Regions from separate parts of the Hordeum vulgare genome. Here region 1 is linked to region 2. The links are chromatin contacts, called in public Hi-C maps. All regions are on one chromosome and are shown on one strand. Each heading gives the region's core, a stretch centred on a gene start, on an enhancer-like site or on the middle of the called end of the contact. The rest is flanking DNA. Distances are from core to core; before and after follow the strand shown. Region 1 holds the start of LOC123402289. Region 2 holds the start of LOC123401630 (protein argonaute 1A-like).

Region 1 (7,031 bases), core at 3,934-6,433, 510 kb after region 2:
CGACGGGCACCCCGGAAATGGGGAGCACCTCCACCAGTACTGCCACCTGGACATTAGAAATGCAATGCTACTGTAAGCAGTGAGTAAGATTAATGAAGGACGTCGTTACAAGAACTTTCAACTTGGCATACTCTGCAGATTACCTAAATATAATGTGGCGTTCAACTTGACATATTGCGATAGATTATCATAAAGTCTAGTTGTCCCCCATATATGTACGCGTTTGATGAACAGTATTAGCTCACTAGCCAAATGGTAGCGAAACATGCCCCCATATATGTAGGCGTTTGATGAACAGTATTAGCTCGCTAGCCAAATGGTAGCGAAACATGCCGTGAAATTAAACGTGCTGAAACTACTGTGTCAGATGCCAATACCTGACCAGACATATATCAATTGTTATCATGATGGAATGACAAGGCCTTACTTCTACTAGTCAGCATTCAACTTCGAAGGTTCTAAAATTTTCAGTCCTTGGATTATGGTGCCTTGAGTTTCTAACTTTAGATAGCTGAACAGTAAATTTGGTAAACTGTAACAAATTACTGAAGGATTTGTTCAAAGATACCTCAGGAGACTTGAGATCCACAATTGCGTCCTTAGCAACTGACTTGACAGCAGCAGCAACAACCTTGAAACATTGTTGCCTATCCATTAAAGCTTGTTGAACTGAGCTGTTATTGTCATTCTTCTGCGTCTTATTCACCGTTTCATCAATGCCTCTCCTACTGTACCCAACTGCGAACTTTATCATAGGTTAAATTTATACTCAACTCAATACGAACTCACTAGTGCCAAAAACGCTCTATTATGGGACCGAGGGAGTGGGAAATTTGGATTGTATATTGTGGTCAATATATTTCCATGAGATATTATTGCTGGTAATAAAGTAACTTCATTCTTCAAAATAAATGCAACATTTAGTCAGCCCCTATGTTATGTGGGTTACTTGTAACGGCACTGGTGCCATCCACAACATTGCCAGATGGCGAAGTCCTCAAGAAGTAGCAGAAGTCTAGCAATGCCCTAGTTGACTATGTACCTTAGTTAGCAGCAGATTGGTATCTAATCCAGTACATACCCTAGTTAGCAGCAGATTTGCATCTAATCTAGTACATGTTCTAGTTCCAAGAGGTCAATAGAAGTCCGGCATATTTGGACTGGTTGATGATGACTCCCATATATACAACAGGAATGGCATGTTATTGAGTAGCCTATCAATCCAGAAAATAGTCTTCCCTAACCTCCTCTCTTCGCCCCCCCCCCCCCCCCCCCACCCAGCTACTCCACCGTGCCGGCTATGGGTGCTCAGCCGACAACCGTTTATGAGGCCGAGAGCTCCCAGGCCACGGCTTGGCCCTAAGATCACAGACCTATACCACAGGAGCACCCAAGGATGTGATTATTTTATATGGCTCATAATTAAGGGTGATGGGCATGGGAGACAGAACAATTAATTGTAAATTGCACACACCATCATACCGTAAAACTAAACAAAATGCAGGGAACAATTTTAATCAGCACATCCAATCAGTATACAAGACCAACAATGCTAAATATATTTAAAAAAGGGATAGATAAAATACTGGAACAATCTATTGGGTGAATTTAAATGAAGTTGCAAATTAATCTCACAGTAGAACAGTATTATAAGCAGTAGTGCAATCTTATCCACCTTGATAGGCTCATCTTGATCTTCCTTATTCCTGAAGAAGTCCAGGAACAACTTTGACACAGTGGCATGTAGTTCTGTTTCTGATAGAACACAAGTTTCCTGAATAGGGAATATGCGATGACACCACCTGTCCATTCAGAGTAATGATTTAGAAAAAGGTGCAAGCTTAGATTTTCAGGACAAGATTACTGGGAGATATTACATATCATTTAAAGAGAAGTAGTGAACTGAGCTTAACTATATGAAACGACCTAGGAACATTAGCTTCGCTGTATGACATTCGCACTACTACATCCATTTCTTGAATAAAATAGTGGCAGAAAAGTTGGTGCAGTTTGGCTCCCAGGCTCAGATGAGCCCATGCATGAACAGTACAATTGCCACGAATTAGTTTTTGCAAGCAAGATGCTCAAATGCATGAAGTTCGTGCAAAATTTCATGAAGTTTGGACATTCGAGGAGCTCGTGGCAAAAAAGACAAATTCTGGGTGTTTGAGAAACATTTGATCACCAAAGAACTAGTCATGGTCAGGGGTGCGTGGAAGCTAGCTATCCATGTGCCAGAACCATGAGTTGGTTGTAAGATCTTATGGGTTTCAGCTCTAGCCTACCCCAACTTGTTTCGGACCAAAGGCTTTGCTGTTGTTGGGAAACATTTGAAAAAACCACTGTTCGGAGCCAACTTCGTCTTTTTTTTCCACGAGCTCCTCGAATGTCCAAACACCCCAAAATTTTGCATGGACATCACGCATTTCAGCATCTTGCTTGCAAAAAAAATATCAAAATTTTGTTCATATATGTTTTTACTATTTTTGGCAATTTTACTGTTTGCTGAGAGCAGATGAGCCCAGGCTCAGAACTGAATATCCGCAGAAAGGTTGTGATTATATAAATATAACATAAGATTACATCTAGCAAAGAGAAGATGGTGCATTCTGCCTTTCTAATGCTCTGATCCACACTACAGATATGTTTCTGTACGGAAGTAAAAGCCAGCTCCCGGTTATCGAATAAGATCCCAACTCTCTCAGTTAGGTAGTTTATCTTTCAAATTAGGAAGGTGTCTTTTAGCTTGGGCTTTAAGCCAATTGGAAATAAGATCTGTGATTGTTACCAAGATTGGATAGGCAGGCCACATTAAAGAGGGCCCCTTTTGAGGAATCAAGCAAGAATTACTTGCCTTCAGGGGCAAGAGCCTCTCCCTAACCCTAGTACACAATGTATTATTCAGCATATATACGAAAGAGGCAAATATGATACACAACCACTACAAAGGATTGAGATAAACGAAAAAAAAAAGAGGCATAAGACTGAATCAAGGTTGTCGATATTGTCAAGAAAATACTGTATAAGTGCCGTAAGCATTTTTCCATCATACTATGGTCCACAGTGCCTATCATTCATCATATAGCTGGAAGAGGCAGGGGATGAGGGTATAGTACTCATAATAACAAAATAGGAATGAAATCAATAATATTTGACTATAAAACTGAACAAGGCTTTCAATAATGTAGAAGAAGTATCATAAGCTAGCATTCCTTCAGTTCTTCAGTGAACAAAATGCAAAGCTTTCACCTTTTTCAAAAAAAAAAAAATCTTCAGTTCAAGGGAATCTAAAAAAAGACAAGTAGGTGGAATCATTGATCCACTTGCTATAAGGACGTATTCATTCTAGCAGTATGACTAAATAGATGAGTTCATTCAATGAAGTTGAAAACTTACTGTGGAGATTTAAGCTTCCCAGATCTCAGTGAACGAAACACTTCAGTAAGCATCTGAACAACATGAACACCTCCAGTAGGGAAAGAGAAGAAAAGCAAACCACTCATTGATAGCTTAATCAATGAGAGATTTGAAGTTCTGTCAGGATTTCCACTTGTATCGGAGTGAACTGAATTTGTTTCTACTTCAATGCTGCCTATTATGATGCAAGAAAATGCACAAAATCAGAAAAACACAGTTAAGTGAACCACCCACAATGATAATTGACACCTCTAGATCTAGCATCGCCAAAAAGTTATCAAGCACAATTTATACCAGTAAATTCTGGCGCATCACCCTTCCCATTTGTCGCTGCATCTTCTGAATGTTCAATTTCGGATGCCTCGGAAAATATTTTTCTTTTCTTTGATGCCGTTTCCATAACACATGGTTCGAAGTTTTCAGAACTATGGCTGCTTGCATCGCTAATATACTGTAAACAATGCTTTTATGTCAACATATTTCCATATAAGGTGCAGAAATATATGTTCTAGTTCACTGCAAGTTCACAGCAAAAGAGATGGGCACCACATGGTGAATGGATGCCATACAAATTCAAGTGCAGCATCATGAAGATAACCAAATTCGAAGTAGCAGTACAAAGACAGAATTGCAGGCCTAGAATTATCAACTGCAGAAGAAAATGGAAGTATAAGTAGCAAGATTAACCTCTCCAAGAATGGATATGGCCTCCTTGGTCGCACTTTTCTCTCGTTCTGTAAAATGACAATCGCATCAAAAGAATTGCGACACTGGACAGAAATTAAGTGTATAAGTAAAACTTTGCCAGAACTAAGATTCATTTAAAATATGTTCTTGTTCATAATAAGTTTCTAAATGGTACTGCAAGTCACATACAGTGAATCGTATCATACATCATCGTCTTTTACTATCTGTCTTCTTAATCTACCTTGAACTATTGATTTCTCCTATCATAAAACAGGTGCAGCTGATCCACCTACTAAATATTTACTTTGCTAACATTTGAAATCCTGATTCACTTGACAGTAGCTTATGTAACAGTATACCCATCGCTGAAATCATGGAAAATACTAATTGCTCAATGTATGTCCAGTAGTATCACACTTTGTGTACTTCGTGATATGGGTAGTGAAGTGGTGGTACTAGTGTAATCTGAAGATGGCAGTGCAAAATATATAATTCCATTTAGTTCCATGACATAACACTCATAACAGATGCTAGAAAATGGAACTAACTTTGGGACCTCCAAATTCACAACTAAACGATAGTACTAGTACTTTAGTGTGTCGTGATAAAGGAACTCGTATAAATCTAGGAACAGATAGTCAGATATATCGCACTGATGAACTTTCTAGTCCCCCTCCCCTAGGTATCCTTCAAAATGACCAAATGCGGCAGAATAGCGCAAGAGAATCTAGCATGAAGGAGGGCGCGCACTGATGGGGCAGGTGATGAGGAAGCCGGAGTGCGAGCGGAGGAGGAGGGAGCCCGACGCGCGGTAGTCGTAGCGCGGGAGATTGATCACCGCGGCGTGCTGCTCCCATGGCTGCAGATCCCGGCCGCCAGCGGCGGCGGCTACTGGCTCGGGCGGCTGCTCGCGGGAGGGTGCTGGGGTTTCTGTCTCGTGCTTGGACTCTGGCGCCGCCATGGGGGGTTTGGGGCACAGGAGGTCCGGAGCTCTCGGTCGACTGGTCGCGTTTTGGATGCCCTACGCCCCTACCAAAGAATGCACTATGCACGTAACCCCGACTTCGAAGGCGTATCGCCATTCTTTCCCTTTTTTTTTTCAAGCAACTCCAACTGGACGAACTATTTGGTCCGTCACACATCGTTTAGGTCGTCGTGAATAAAAGTAAAGACTAACACGTCGACCCATTTTTAAAATGTGTATACTTTCCGTCCACGTGAATTCATTTCAGACCCAAATTTTGGGTTAAAATGTGTCGGCACGGACGCCGCACATGTCTTGTCATGTTCGCGTCCGTCCACACGTGGCGCTCGGTCAATAACCAGCGACGTCTTTATTAATGACGATCGTCCATCGACGGCCCATGCGCCAGCGACCCTAGACGTCCTTTTTTAATCCGAGGAGGGTCGGCCTCATCCTTTTTCAGAAGTCGTCCCATTTAGCCACCCACTGCTCCCCCGCCGATGACAAACCCTAGCCACCATCATGAGTTTCTTCTCCGGTTCGAGCTCTGGCAAAGACAAGGGCAAGTCCCCATGTCGTCTCTGTCCGCGCGCTCCCCTCGCCGGCGTCTTCACGCCCGCCTCGGCAACGGATCAGCATATCAATGCAAGAGGTGAGGTGGCACTAGGAGCACCGCATTCCCCTCCCTTATGCCGAGGTCACGCTGACGCACGACTAGCATTTGGATCCGAAAAAGATCGCAGTGCCAGCACTAGTGCAGAAAAGCCTAGCTATGGCGTGACAAAAACGGCCTTGCTCGCGTAAGCACCCGATGCCACCAATATCGTGCCACTGTTAAAAAAATAGTGTTGGCATTGAAGACGATGCCGACAGTATTTGACATGTTTATGGCATGCCGCGTGGCCAACGCGAGCACTAAAATATGTGAGTAGTGGCATTGCATGTTAGTGCGACGCCGGCAATTTCATTTTCAGATTTAAACCAAATATGTACAGCAGCGCGAACAAACCAGAATAACAACATAATCAAAGTTTAAAACAATAATTAAACAATACAATCCAAATACCAGAATCTAAATTCAACGGTACCCATTTATTTGACATTATTCAAAAAAGTATTAAAAGTAGGCAAATAACATAAGTACAGAAGTTCAACAAAAGAGGAGGCAACAAGTGTAAGCCTACTACCTAGCTAACTCGATATTACAATGGGTGGAGTCATAATCATAGTCTCGAGTAAGTGTACCATCATCGTTGCCAGCAAGCCTGCAGTAGACCATGATCTCGTGATGATCGTAGTCAAGGTAGAACGTGGCTCTCTCCCAAGCTTTCATCTCGCAAGCAGTTGCAAGAGTTGTCCAACCAGGACAACCGAATTAGGTGTGAGTTGGCCCATTGGTGACAAAACAATTGAATCATTGCGTTGTCAGCATCTTCATGAGGGCGCATTAGAATGTGATGGTTGCATCAAGCGGAACTTGAAACTTCTCTAAGAAGTTACGCCTTGCCCCGCAAGGGATGACCTGAGTAAAATTAAAAAATAACTAGTTAGACAATTTCGGCCATAATCGTACCATATGAAACTCAATCAGAATATGTTGAACTAAATCATACATATACCATTTCAGTGATGAAGTCTTTCGAAAGGTCGATGAAGAACTTCCTATCCTTCTAGCATCTCAAAGTACCACGGTTCTTATACGGGGCATCCATTTACTACTCTCAATATCGTTGATCAAAGTAAGCATGGATCATTAAACTAAATAACTAACACATCAAAATAAAACATATACATGTAATTAATCAATTCTACAAACGGTGCATGGTTTAAACATATAATAACATGTATAAAGTTAGACAACCATTCATATACGAAATAGCTAGTTATATAGTGCTATGTCTATCATTTAGAAAGCTATTGGCCAGAGGGGCCGTGAAAGCACATATGCTCCCTTGGTGATTTT
Region 2 (7,423 bases), core at 2,880-5,379:
AACGGCTGCAGTATCTTCTTCCTCCTCCGGACCTTCAGGCCTTCTTTGGTTTGGAGGCGATCTTGTAGGAATGTCATTGATAGGGATTTTTATAGGAAAAAATTTCTTTATAACCCTTTAGTTTGTAGGAATAGAATCCTATTTTTATGAAGAAATTTATTTTAACCTCCGTATTTTATAAAAAATAAATATTAGTCTAGAGTCAATGAAAAAATCTTATGATGTGAACGAAAAGACATCTTCTTTCCTAATCCTATTCATAAGATTTAAGATACATGCATCTCATTTCCTATGATTTTTTTTATTTTTATTATTTTCTTATCCTATGAACCAAAGAAGGCATGAACTATATCACATGCGACACTTTCACGTGTCAACTTGCCGCCGTCTCTTCCACCACCGTCAGCCCCGCCTTCCCTCTATATTCGGCACACGAGCTCCAGGATTGATGACAATGAACCCCGCATATGTACCTATAAAGTATTTGCATTGCTTCCACGTAGGACCCCGCGTCCCTGCTGCGGCGTCGTCGGCTCTTCGATTTGACTGGCACATTAAAAAATTCCAGACGCATGTTTAGTAGTAATATCAAACACAATGAATATTTAGGATTTGATCTTTTGCCCTACTTTCACTTTGACATGTTGTCGTTCATGGCGGTACATTTGTTTAACCTTTATTTTTTAATTTTTTTATATTTGTTCTCTTGGCTTTTTGAATATATTTTTATTTCCTCCACATCATGTGAATGTTCTGGATCAAAAATTCGATGAGGCACTTGCATAGTAGCAAGTGCGATGAATTTTTGAATTCAATATTTTGCACTAGTGCTCACCTTGACAATTTGCCCTTCCATGACATCACATTTTTCAAAAAAAAAAATGGTATCTATCCCCTGTCTTTTCATATATATTTTTTCTTTCTCATTATGTGAATGTTTTAAATCAATGGCCAAATACCCTCCGGTCAATTTGTGGAGGTAACTCATTCAAATGTTCCTTTTGTCCACAATGGTGGAAGCAAGTAACTTCTGGACAGAGCCCGCTCCTTACAATTAACCTCCTTGGTGATGTAGACCTCTCTGATTCAATGGACCGCACCGCCTCCGATGAGGCAGCGATGCCGGATCCAAGCACCGGTTATGTTGACGCAATGGATTTCCGACGTTGCGAGTCTGAGAGCTGCCGTCGGGCGGCCGCTTCCCAGGAGTTGCGGAGCGCAAGCCGGACGACCATCTCCTCCTCGGGGCCACGTGGGGTGAGCTCGTGATCGACGGATCTAAAGATGAAGGGCTCGGATCCGCTGCTCGTCATGATCGAAAAAGGCCGAAGATTACAGGATGTAAGCTTGGGTGGCGGATGGGAGTGGAGGAGAATGGAGTGAAATGGCTAAGGTTTGGTCCGACGAGTGGATAGGGACGAATTTATTTGAGGTCTATGCCGGCCAACGTGGGTCAGGCCGACGAGGCGGGCATGCCCCGGCGCCCGATACCCACCCCATATTTGGGCTTGATATGAGGAGTGTCGGTCAGCCTGGGCGTTTGAGGCCCGACTGAATCAAAATTTCGTGCGTGGTCAATGACCAGATGACCTGCATGGGCGTGTAAGATGAGTACGAGGGTCACGATGTAGATGTGCTAAGTCCATAATCATGCTGGCCTACGATTAGTTAAACTTCTTCGATCTGTTGACATCGTTGGTGAGTAGTACACGATAACATCAACGCGCACGCTAGCAGTCAAAAGCAACCACTAATCACCTGATCCAACTCGCACGTTACGTCCGTCCTCGTGGGCAACCAGCGGGAAACCCTAGTCGCCGCCCGCCAGAGGGCATCGGCGGCGACGGGGCCATTTTCCCTCCTCCCCTGGTGCTATGTGGAGCGGGATGCGGCGTGCTATTGAGGAGCGAGGCGCTTGCATGGGGAGGCTTGGCGGTGACGTGGCCGGTTGTGCTACGGGCGCGGCGGTGCGACGATGCGGAGGCGGGTGCATGGGATTTTCTGGTGGGACGTGATGGCATGTTGGGGAGGCAGGGCGGCTAGCTGCGGCGGCGGCTCCATCAGATCCAAGCATACATCAACGAGGGTTGCGGCGGTGCAGGGTCGCTGGCGGGGTCACTAGCCTCTGCCAGATTTGGCCATGGCTGGTGGTTGGACACCTTCGTGATGTCCAGTGACTGACCCTTGGTCACTGAGTTGCGGACGATGCGGTGGCGGGTGTGGCCCGCCAGCAACTGGGCGGATCTCGACGGGTTCTTCTGATCATGCCGGGATTCAACCCTGGTCTGGGTCCTTGACACCGCGGGCAACTCTGGAGGAAACCCTAGGTCTCATTAGGATCGAGCGATGATGGAGCTTTTGTATCGCACTCCCTCTTAAGGGCATCATCTTTGGAGTTTGCTTAGGTGGAAGCGACACACTCACGGCGTACGGAATGTTGTTCGGCTGCTGATGAAAATCATGCCAACTTCGGTCATGGCAGATGATGGCGGCGTCCCCAATGTCGTTTTCTTGTTGAGGCATCATCATTGCAGTTTGCGTCATCAGTCTGAGGCTCCGGGGGAAACCATAGATCTGGATCTCCCAGATCGGACGATGACGACGCTTTTGATGTCGTCCGCCCTCCTGAGGGCATCGTTTTGGAGCAAGTGTTCGCTGGAGGGGGCTAGAGGAGGAGCGGTATTCCATCTACCGCAAGGCTGACGACGGATCCCGCAGGCATGGTGTTGTGGAGTTTCGACGACGGGCGCGGGGGGATGGATATGTGCAGGATTATGGTATTGTCTGGCGTCGATGCAGGCTTGACAAGATCGGTGCGCGAGTTGCTGCTCTGAAGATGGATCACTGGAAAACGATGACGGCGGCTTCTGAGAGTGCGCATGGACCGGTTTGTGGCACAGTCTCAGTATGTGGCTGGGCTGGACACTCGGCTCTAGATGTTAGGCTTTGGTGCGATGTTTGTTTGGTATTCTGTTCGAATATTCGGCTCCCCTTCATCCAAGGCAGGAGTAGCGACAGGTGTTTCCAAGATAATGGTCTCAGGCTTACTCATGTATTACTTGTAAGGTTTTTATAAATAATTAATAAAGTGGTTGTATGCATTATCCAGATGCACAGACCGAGGGTATATCCTCTTTTTCAAAAGAAAAAAAAAACTCACACATCATATCAACTCAAGACCAAACAACATACGGCTACTTGAAGAGACATGAAATCAACTGCATCCATCCTTTGATTTGATTCACAATAATTTTAAAGGATTATTTGATGATTAGATTTCTTAAAACCCTTTCTAAATTGATCGCTTGATTCGTATGATTAAGATTTTTTTTTTCTAAGGAACCATTTGTAATAAATTCCATAGAAAATCTTGCACCCACTCCCTGTTCAGATCCTATGATTTGCTAGTCTTATTATAGGATTCAAATAAACATGTCATTTCAATCCTGTATTTTTCATGTTTCTATATTTTGAAATTCCTGCGAATGAAAAAGGTCCGCAACCCCTCCTAGTGTGGCCATGGCGGCATCTTAGAAGGCGAAACGAGAACAGCAGCGCCCCAACAATCTCAACGCAAGCAAATTGTAAAGCGTAGAAGAAAACGGATAGAAAGAGCGAGCAGGATACGCTACGTGATCACGGGCAACAACACCCGTCGTCACACCACACATACTAATACACTGGTAGCTTTCAAAGTGCGCAAATTAAACCATGTGCGGCGAGGAAGATGCGAAGCATACGTGCTGCATACCTTGATCGTGTGGGGAGTACACGTTGTTGTCCGTCCGGGAGGCCATTGTTTTTACGCCGTCAAAGCTTGCGCCTCGCCGCGCTCAGGCCGGCCGCCGCCAGCAATGGCGGATCGGTCCCAAATCCGCAGCGGACAATGAAACGAAAGGGAGAAGGGTGGGAGGAGATGCGATGCGTAGGTGTTGTGTTGTTAATAATTCTTATAGATAGATAGATAGATAGCATTTGTTGGTGGGTGGGAGCTTGCTGTACCCGTACGTCCCTCTCGCTCTTCGATATCCTTGGCGCGCAGAAAGTGAGAGGGAGAGATCGAAGGCAGTCGCGCAATGTGGCGGCCGATGCGATACCGCACGTACAGCCATCGCGAGTCGCTGCTCGGTGCTGGTGAGGCGCAGCTAGCTAGCGCACGGGGGCACCGGGCACTGTGCGCGAGCAGGACGGCGATCGCCATCACTGGCCGCTGCTTGCTTAATTTGGCACTTGCGAGTTAACAAATCGACCTAGATCGGCTCGGTCTGGGCTTAATTGGATCGTGCGCTCCTCGCTGGCGTGTACTCACCCGTTCGACCTTTTAGATTTTAGAGATTACACTATGAACTGCATACAGATGTACATAGACATATTTTAAAGTATAGATTCACTTATTTTGCTTTGTGTATAGTCTTCTAATGAAATCTTTAAAAGGTCTTATATTTTAGAACGGAGAGAGTACTACATGACCATGACAGGCGCGGACTTGGAAATGGGCAGACTGATCACCAGCTGATGGTTCCTAGCTGCGCTCATGTGCGCTGCGCGCCACTGGCTCGCGCTCGCCCGGGCCGCTAATTATTGGCCGTCGTGGGGCTGATAACCCGAGGGCCAGTTTATTACTACTAGCAAGTGGTGCTTATCCTCCTCTCGGATAACTATGCAATGGATGGAGGGCGCTTTAGTACTAGTGGTATTATTATTATTATCGTCGTTTCTTCGTAGTTTACAAGAAAGCGCCCCGTCACACGCCACAAGGGCCAGGAAAGGAAGCCGCTCGCTTCCGGCAATGGCGACGGGCCGCGAGCAATGGCTGGCTGTAAACGAGACGAGGAAAGCGACCGAGCACCTCCTCAAATCAGCGCTGGGGTCAGACGAGAATATGCGGTGCCCGTGGGTGGAATAAAGTCAAGCTCAAGCAGCAGGGCAGGATGGCTCGCTCTCGTCGGTGCGGGTGGTGGCGACGCGTTCGTTCAGACCACTCCCGTGGTCCGTATCTGCGCGCGGCTTTTCCTTTTCTGGCGTCGAGGAAAACGTATTTCTATGTGCGCACTCGCACTGGTGTAAAGTCAGACTGCAACGTAAATCTGCCAATGCGGCGTGAGTTATTATTTTTTTTGTTTTTGGTGCGGGTTTGGTTATCGGGAGACAAGGTGCCTCTTCACTTGTTTTTCACTTTTTATTTGCCTTTTAATAAACGGTTCCTTTCGGTCAGTGACGAACCCAACCCACAGGATCAAGATGGGCCAACAATGCATACATTTCTAAAGATATATTTTTATTTATTTATCCTATATATCTTGCTATTGTATTAAGGCTGATTTCTAAATCCAGGATGGTCAATAAATCCGTCACTGCTTTCGGTCGATCGGCTACAATTTAGACCGGTCGCATCACTCGTTCGTTATTTTCATCTTATCTTTTCGTAGTTTATTCCTCTCAATTCACATGCGTTAGAGCATCTTCAGCCGCGTCCCCAACATGTCCCCAGGAGCCCTTTTTGTCAACTCGGGCGGAATTGGTCCCGGCGGTCCCAGACCGAACCCAGCGCGATCGGGGTGGCCCGGGGGCGCAAGCGGAAAGGTTTTTGGCACGAAAACCGATGGGCCCGCCGAGTCAGCGACTAGGCGCGATCGTCTTCCTCATCGCCTCGTTTCCTGCGGGAATCAATGCGAAGGTTGCGCCGTCGACCAGCCTTCCATTGATTCACGGGCGGCGCAGTGAAGGTGCGGCGACGCACATCCCGTCGGTTCTTGCCACACGTTCACACACCGCTGCTCTGCGTGCCTGCCCCACCCACGGCTATATAAGGTGACCTCCCCCCGCCGGTGGCCACACACCTCTCCCGTCGACGCTCTCTCCTCTTCTTCTTCGTCACCGACACCTTCTCTTCCTCTTCTCCCCAAAAACGATGGTCGAACGCTACCCGGCGACTGAGCGGCCGCCAATGGCTTTGGCTGCCGACATGTCCGCGAGGACGAGGCCCGCCTCCTCTACGAGCCGGACTACCCGACGCCGTCGTACATGCGGGTGTCGGGGTCCTGGAGGTTGAGCGCCGACGGCGTCCCTGTGCCACCATCGCCCACCAGAGCTAACCAGCGGGCAAAGATCGCGCGCATCCGGTCCGGGCTACCCGAGAGCTCGCGCAACCTCCCGCGTGTTACAGAACGTTGCATGAGAAACAAAAAAAATTCCTACGCACACGTAAGATCTATCCATGATGATGACCATCTACGAGAGGGGAGATCGGATCCACATACCCTTGTAGATCGCTAGGCGGGAAGCGTTAATAAACACGATTGATGTAGTCGAACGTCTTTGCGATCCAAATCGCAAGCCGTCCCGCGATCCAATCACGATCTAGCGTCGAACGGACGGCACCTCCGCGGTCAGCACACGTACAGCTCGATGACGATCTATGCCTTCTTGATCCAGCAAGAGAGACGAAGAGGTGGCTGAATTCTCCGGCAGCACGATGGCGTGACGGTGAAGATGGTGGAGCTACTACGGTAGGGCTTCGCCGTGTCGTACCAAAATAACTACGAGGTATCACGAGGTGGTGGAGGGAGAGAGGGATGTGTTGTGGCTTGTGGTTCAAAAAGCCTCTCTACCATCCACTATATATAGGAGGGAGGGAGGGTGGCGCCCTAGGGACTTGCTCTAGGGTTCGGTCGGTGCAAGGAGGAGGGAGGAGTCTTCCTCCAAGTCGGTTTGGAGGAGTAGAACTCCTCTCCCTGTTTGATTTGGCCCTACCTCTCTTTCCTTCTCCACTTCGGCCGAATAGGCCCTCTTGGACTGGCCACTCTGCCCACCAGGAGAAAGTGAGACTGCAATGTAAATCTACCTATGCGGTGCGATAAAAAAATTAGTTTTTGGTGTGGGTTTGGTTATCGGGAGAAAACGTGCCTCTTCATGTTCTATTGGCCTTTTGATAAACGAGATCGACCTCGATTTTCACCCAATTTTTCATTAATTAACTAAACGATACTTCTTTCTAATTAATCAATGAGAAAAATATTTTACCTCTATTTTAAAAAACAAGGTTGGCCAACTATGATTTAGACTGGTCGCACCACTCGTTAGCTCGTCTCACCACTCGCTCGCTGGTCTCACCTTATCTTTTTGTAGTTTGTTCCTCTCAATTCGCATGTGCTAGCCATTGCATCTTCATGGTTGTCGTCGATTTATTGCCATGTTCGCCCCTAACCTCTTCCCCTATCTTGACCGATGAGCGCCACCCTCATTGCTCCTTCATACTACGACCATCCATCATGATGACACGTCGAGCACCCTGCAACGAGCATCCCTGTCTTTCTTGCTTCAGACGACATTCCATGTTGTGGCATTGTCCGACGAGGGTGGCGCAGCCCCGTGGTGGACGGTGGTGTTTGTGAATCATGCAGACGATGCTGCGAGGCTGCTG

The links. Hi-C and Micro-C count contacts between places; a contact is called where the count stands out from the background.
Region 1: a contact with region 2 is called in a Hi-C map of an unstated tissue, with 9 times the contacts expected there. The contact joins the promoter of LOC123402289 here to the promoter of LOC123401630 in region 2. A contact is called at or near these places in 5 of 6 Hi-C or Micro-C datasets (leaf, seedling and an unstated tissue) and 1 of 1 datasets of contacts at active chromatin or transcription factors (embryo).

Annotation. Positions count from the first base shown.
Region 1 is chr6H:432,612,539-432,619,569 of MorexV3_pseudomolecules_assembly, forward strand. LOC123402289 reads right to left here and starts at 5,184. Exons shown (of 7, transcript XM_045096190.1): 1 at 4,855-5,184; 2 at 4,105-4,151; 3 at 3,712-3,868; 4 at 3,397-3,592; 5 at 1,676-1,802; 6 at 569-745; 7 at 1-46. The coding sequence starts at 5,065.
Region 2 is chr6H:432,100,905-432,108,327 of MorexV3_pseudomolecules_assembly, forward strand. It overlaps LOC123401630 (protein argonaute 1A-like), which reads right to left and starts at 4,130. Exons shown (of 24, transcript XR_006611136.1): 1 at 3,752-4,130.